Regions from separate parts of the Mus musculus genome. Here region 2 is linked to region 1. Evidence: chromatin contacts called from public promoter capture Hi-C data. All regions are on one chromosome and are shown on one strand. The core of a region is the stretch at or near the end of the contact, and the rest is flanking DNA. Distances in the headings are between cores, read along the strand shown.

The links. Promoter capture Hi-C pulls out the DNA fragments that hold promoters and counts their contacts.
Region 2: a promoter capture Hi-C map of hippocampal neurons shows a contact between it and region 1, with 2.1 times the contacts expected there. The contact joins the enhancer-like site here to the promoter of Xpa in region 1. A contact is called at or near these places in 7 of 39 promoter capture datasets (the 3T3-L1 cell line, cranial neural crest, hippocampal neurons and 3 more), 7 of 484 Hi-C or Micro-C datasets (cerebellum, embryonic stem cells, muscle stem cells and 3 more), 2 of 115 datasets of contacts at active chromatin or transcription factors (embryonic stem cells and forebrain) and 2 of 9 other capture datasets (embryonic stem cells and pancreatic islet).

What each region holds. Positions count from the first base shown.
Region 1 is chr4:46,194,951-46,197,732 of GRCm38.p6, reverse strand. Xpa (xeroderma pigmentosum, complementation group A) reads left to right here and starts at 1,422. Exons shown (of 6, transcript NM_011728.2): 1 at 1,422-1,684. The coding sequence starts at 1,513.
Region 2 is chr4:46,427,977-46,430,758 of GRCm38.p6, reverse strand. No RefSeq gene overlaps it. Among named protein-coding and RNA genes, the nearest start is that of Anp32b, 22 kb to the left of the region's middle. Within about 2 kb of position 1,413, at least 28 of the 459 cell types and tissues checked have an H3K27ac peak or open chromatin away from gene starts, as enhancers often do. A contact at or near this core is called in forebrain and hippocampal neurons, where this site is marked.

The DNA of each region.
Region 1 (2,782 bases), core at 173-2,672:
AAACCCGTAGCCTTTGTCACCCAGTGGAGTGTACAGATGAGGGCGAGCACTCTTCCTTTCTGAAGAGGGAGACTGCTTTGAGCTGAGGCGCCAGCTCACAGTTCAGACCTGGTTACCTGAAACTCTATCACAAAAAGTCCCTGAGCCAAAGGAGAGGGAGTTAACCTGGAAAGGAAGAACAAGTTGCCAAGAGTTTCAAAACACTGGGGCTCAGGACGCACCTGAGCCACACCCTGCAACCTGTCAGATTCGGTGCTTTGTGGGGGAGAGGATTCTGAGCACTGGCCACTCTCAGAGGTTATTTTGGGGGAGATCCTGTTACCTCATTCCCTCAGCCACCAAGCCAGAAATGTGCAGAGACTGTGGTGGTCATCACAGGTGCTGCCACTTAAGGTTTGGTGCTACCCAGGGGTGGGGTGGAGGTGGGGTTCTTTATAATTCTGGTGCTCAGATTCCCTGCTCTGGCCAGAAAATACATCCACAGAGTTGCACAATCATCAAGAGTGTCTAGTTCTAGAATTCTCATCACCTCAGGAGGCAGCCTCATACCTACAGAGGAGCATCTCCTCCTGGTTACTCCTTAGCTGCAAACTCTAGGAACCTCTGGACTGCTTTCTGTTATGGCGGGCTTGCTTATTCTGTGAGTTTCACATAAACATATGCATTTGTGAATGGCTTTTTCCTCTTAGAGTAACATTTTCAAAGTTCAGTCATGTCGTAGCATGGACCAGCGCTTCATTTTTCTCATGTTTGAAGAAAAATAGTTCATTGTATGGTAATACTATGCATTGTTTAGCCATTCAAAAGTTGATGGACATTTGGGTAGATTCCAGCTTTTGGTTTTCGGGAGCAGCTATGCTATGAACAAGCCCCCTGGCACATCGGTCCAAAACACGGGGAGTAACAATGTGCATTTCTTTTCCAAAGCCATCTTTGGAAAGATGGCTCACACAGGAGGAGTCACTGCCACATCACGTTTCCCCCACTGGATGAAAACAAGGGTTTCATTTGTGTATAGAATGGCCAGTCTGTTGTCATGGGGCTGTCTGGCTCTCCATGTGGCTATGGCTTTGGCTCTCTACCCATGGCCCGCAGCTGGGTTTGGAGCTCATACCACGTCCCACTTTTCTCTGTTGCCTTCCTGTTTTCTCATGCTTTTTAGCTGTCACACAGCCATTCTTTCCCAATGCTCTTTTCCATGTTCTCTTTACTTTTGGAGACAGGGTCTCATGTAGCTCAGGCTGGTCTGGAACACAGGGATGACTTTAAAGTCCTGATTCTCCCCCATCGCTTAGTCCGGATTGTTTGTCAACAAGTGCACTATCATCTCTTCCGCCACCACTCCTCGGCTGCGCAGGCGTACTGCCTCGCCCTTCATAGGCTTTTCCACCAGGACTCCTCGACTGCGCATGCGTAGCTCTTCTCCTTGCCTGGTGATGGAGTAGGGCCGGGTACTTGTGGCTCCGCTGTTCACCAACAATACGCGTTCCCTTCCTACGGAGTGTGTAGGCGATGGCGACGGCCGAGGAAAAGCAGACGTCACCTGAGCCCGTGGCCGCGGACGAGCCCGCGCAGCTGCCGGCCGCCGTACGCGCGAGCGTGGAGCGGAAGCGACAGCGGGCACTGATGCTGCGCCAGGCTCGGCTGGCTGCGCGGCCCTACCCCGCGGCGGCGGCCACCGGAGGTGGGGTCCCCTCCACGGGCGCGCGTAGGGCCTCCCTCCCGCGGGTTTGTGACCGCATCCCGGGCCTTCCCGCTGCGCCTTGGCCGCCCGCTCTGGCTCGGTGTGCGGGAACAGCCGAGCACGCCCGCGTCTCTGTGGTCCCTGGCCTTCCCTGTCGTGCCCTTTGCCCGGCACGTCTATGGTGCAGAGCTTTCAGCCTGCGCCGTCTCCCAGGCCAGCACCCAGCAGAACTGACCCTGACCCAGTCTTTTACATGGGCCGCGCCTTCCAGGGCTCAAAGTAGAATAACACTCGCAGAGCCTAGCACTTGGGAGTTACTCTATTGTATTCTTATGGACACCTTGGAAAATGGAAAGGGCAGGGCTTGGTAACCCTGTTTTACTGAGTGGCATGTTGCCCTGGGTTCATTTTGGCTATACTTGGCATTTTAGGGTAGCCCCTGTCTTGCTGTTTTCCGGTTTTAATGTCCGTTGTGCTTTAGGCTGCTGGTATTGCTCTTTGGAGTAATTCACCCGAGTTATTTCTACAAAAGTAATTTACTTCTTTTCAATCCCTCTTTCACAACTCCACTATATATATATATATGTGTGTGTGTGTGTGTGTGTGTGTGTGTGTGTGTGTATGTATATACATATATACATATACACACATATGTATGTATATATTTATATATATATACACACACATATGTGTGTGTGTGTTAAGTACTTGTTTTGGCAGCAGGTATAAATAATAATGCGTATATTTTATGGCTGTTTGTACCTTTAGACTTGCCATTGAATTTGATTTGTTGCTCTTGACCAGCAGAGCTGGCTTGTAACTAACTAGCTTAGATTTGAATCTTTCAAAATAAATCGAAAGCCCTTACTTACCATTTTGTAAAGTAAAAAGTACTTTTCATTATCTTTGTTGGTTATAGTGCAGATCTTGTAAGTCCGAAATTGCACCCTCAGTTTCTCATTATTTGTAGGCGGATGGACACTGTTGGATAAATGGCTTACCAATGTCCATCTACCTGCTGGCAACGTCTAGAGTCATGAGAGTTTCTACAACGTCAGACAGCCTGGCAAGTGCAGAGACAGTATAGTTCAGTTCCAC
Region 2 (2,782 bases), core at 164-2,663, 230 kb before region 1:
CATGTTTGTTCACAGTCTCCCCAGGAAAAGTTAAGCAAAATAGCTCAGATTGGTATCAAACTAGAGATTTTCCTACTTCTGAGATTACTAGTATGGGTCAGCACACTGGGCTTTAAATAACTTTTTTTTTTTTTTCAAGACAGGGTTTCTCTGTGTAGCCCTGGCTGTCCTGGAACTCACCTTGTAGACCAGGCTGGCCTTGAACTCAGAAATTCGCCTGCCTCTGCCTCCCAAGTGCTGGGATCAAAGGTGTGCACCACCACCGCCGGGCTTAGGAGCTTGGCTTTTTACATAATGCCAAGGGTGAAACTCATGCCCTCATGCCGGTGTGCCAGGAACTTCACTGGCTGAGCCATCTCCCAGTCCTGGCCCTAGCTCTTGGTTCCCGCCTCGATTACAAGCTGCTCATGTCTCTGGGTCCTACCTGAGAGTTCTCCACCCTAACCTGTCACCTCCGATGAAGCTTCTTGTAGCCATTTCTACAATGTTGAAGTGAATGACATAATAATAATGGTTCATATTTTAAATTGTTCAAAGGAAGGCTGGAGAGAGATGGCTCACCACCACCTGTAACTCCATCCAGCTCCAGGATATTCCATATCCTCTTCTGGCCTCTGGAGACATATACACATGTGTGTATAAACATGCATAGGCACACGCCTAAACATAAGTGAAAATATAATTAATCTTAAAAATTTTCATAAACATCTAAATGATGTATCCGTGCCTGTGTGCATGTGCATGTGTATGCATATATGTGTGTTCGTTTGTACACATGTTTATGTGTGTGTGTGTTTGTGCACGTGCATGCATGTGTATCTGTGTCTGTGTGCATGCATGAGTGTGTGTGTGTGTGTGTGTGTGTGTGTGTGTGTGACTGGGCCTCACATATACTCAGATCTACATCCCCAGTTAGCTGCCTTTCCACCTTTCATTTTGAGACAGTGTCTCACAAAATTACCCATACTGGAATTAAACTCACTTTGTAGCATGGGTAGGTATTGACCTTGTGATCCTCCTGCCGTGGCCTCTCAAGTCACTGGAATTACAGGCTTGCATCACCAAGCCTGGAAACACTTTTCTCTCTCTCTTTTCTCTCTCTCTCTCTCAATACATTCTCAATAGTAGCAAATCTGAATATGTTTAACTGTATCATATGCTTATTTTCAAAAAGATTCTTATCAATATACCACCATCGTTTTAATTATTATAATCACAATGATTCCCTCTTCCTTGGGATGAGGGTCAGCTTGTCCTTTGGAATACTGTCAGGCAACTGCCCATGCCACGAGTTGCTGCCCCTTTCTCTTCTAATGATCACAGCTCATTTTATTCCTCAAGTAGTCTTCTCTTCTATAATTAGCACGCTTATTATGCAGTGTATTCAAATGTTAATGCGCACACTGTACTGACGCTATTGTGAGAGTCATTTTGCTCAGGAGCTAAAATTATGTTGCCATCCTGCCTGATGCTAGGGGCTCTGTGCTTGAAACCTGTTTCCACACGCAAGGAGCCAAGGCTGTTTAATGAGCACGCTGAGCTGGAAGGAGAAGAGTCTGACAGTGTAGCACCTGTAAACTAAACGGGGTCAACAGGTAAAGAGGCCTGCTCACTTGGAAGGAGCTGCCCATCACTATGGAGACAGTGCATGCTAGAGGAGGCTGGCGGTAGGGCATGCATCACACGGCCCCTATGGGGGGCTCAACAGCAAACCTTCTCTTTCTTTAGGCTAGGTCACCAGAAATAAGGGTCACAGTTCTGACCCTTAGAGATATCTCCCAGGAATGTAGCTAAAGTCGGACCAGGCTCTCAGTTGTGACTGTGCTTCTGAGGACACTGGCCCTGTCCTGAGGTCTGTTCACCTGTCACAGATGTTCTGATAGTTCTTTTTCTTTTCTTTTGTCTTTTAGACAGGGTTTCACAGTGTAGACCAGCTGCAGGCTGGACTTGAATTCACAGAGGTCAGCCCAAATCAAATCTACCTCTCAAATGCTAGGATTATAGGTGAACACTTTCTTTCTTTCTTTCTCTTTCTTTCTTTCTTTCTTTCTTTCTTTCTTTCTTTCTTTCTTTCTTTCTTCCTTTCTTCCTTCCTTCCTTCCTTCCTTCCTTCCTTCCTTCCTTCCTTCCTTCCTTCCTTCCTTCCTTTCTTCCTTCCTTTCTTCCTTTCTTCCTTTCTTCCTTTCTTCCTTTCTTCCTTTCTTCCTTCCTTCCTTCCTTCCTTCCTTCCTTCCTTCCTTCCTTTCTTTCTTTCTTTCTTTCTTTCTTTCTTTCTTTCTTTCTTTCTTTCTTTCTTTTGGTTTTTCGAGACAGGATTTCTCTGTATAGCCCTGGCTGTCCTGGAACTCACTTTGTAGACCAGGCTGGCCTCAAACTCAGAAATCTGCCTGCCTCTGCCTCCCGAGTGCTGGGATTAAAGGTGTGCGTCACCATGCCCGGCAGTGAACACTTTCATATCCAGCTCACTCCTCTTTCCCTCTCCTTCTCCCCCTCCCTCTCCCCCTCTCCCCCTCCCTCCCTCTCTCTCTCTCTCTCCCTCTCTCTCTCTCTCCCCCCTCTCTCTCCCTCCCTCCCTCCCTCTCTCTCCCCCTCTCTCTCTCCCTCTCTCCCTGTCCCCCTCACCCCCCTCTCCCCCTCACCCCCCTCTCCCCCTCACCCCCCTCTCCCCCTCTCCCTCTCTCTCTCCCTCTCTCCCCCTCCCCCTCTCCCTCTCCCTCTCCCCTCTCCCCCTCTCCCCCTCTCCCCCTCTCCCCCTCTCTCTGAGAACCATCCATCCTGCTAT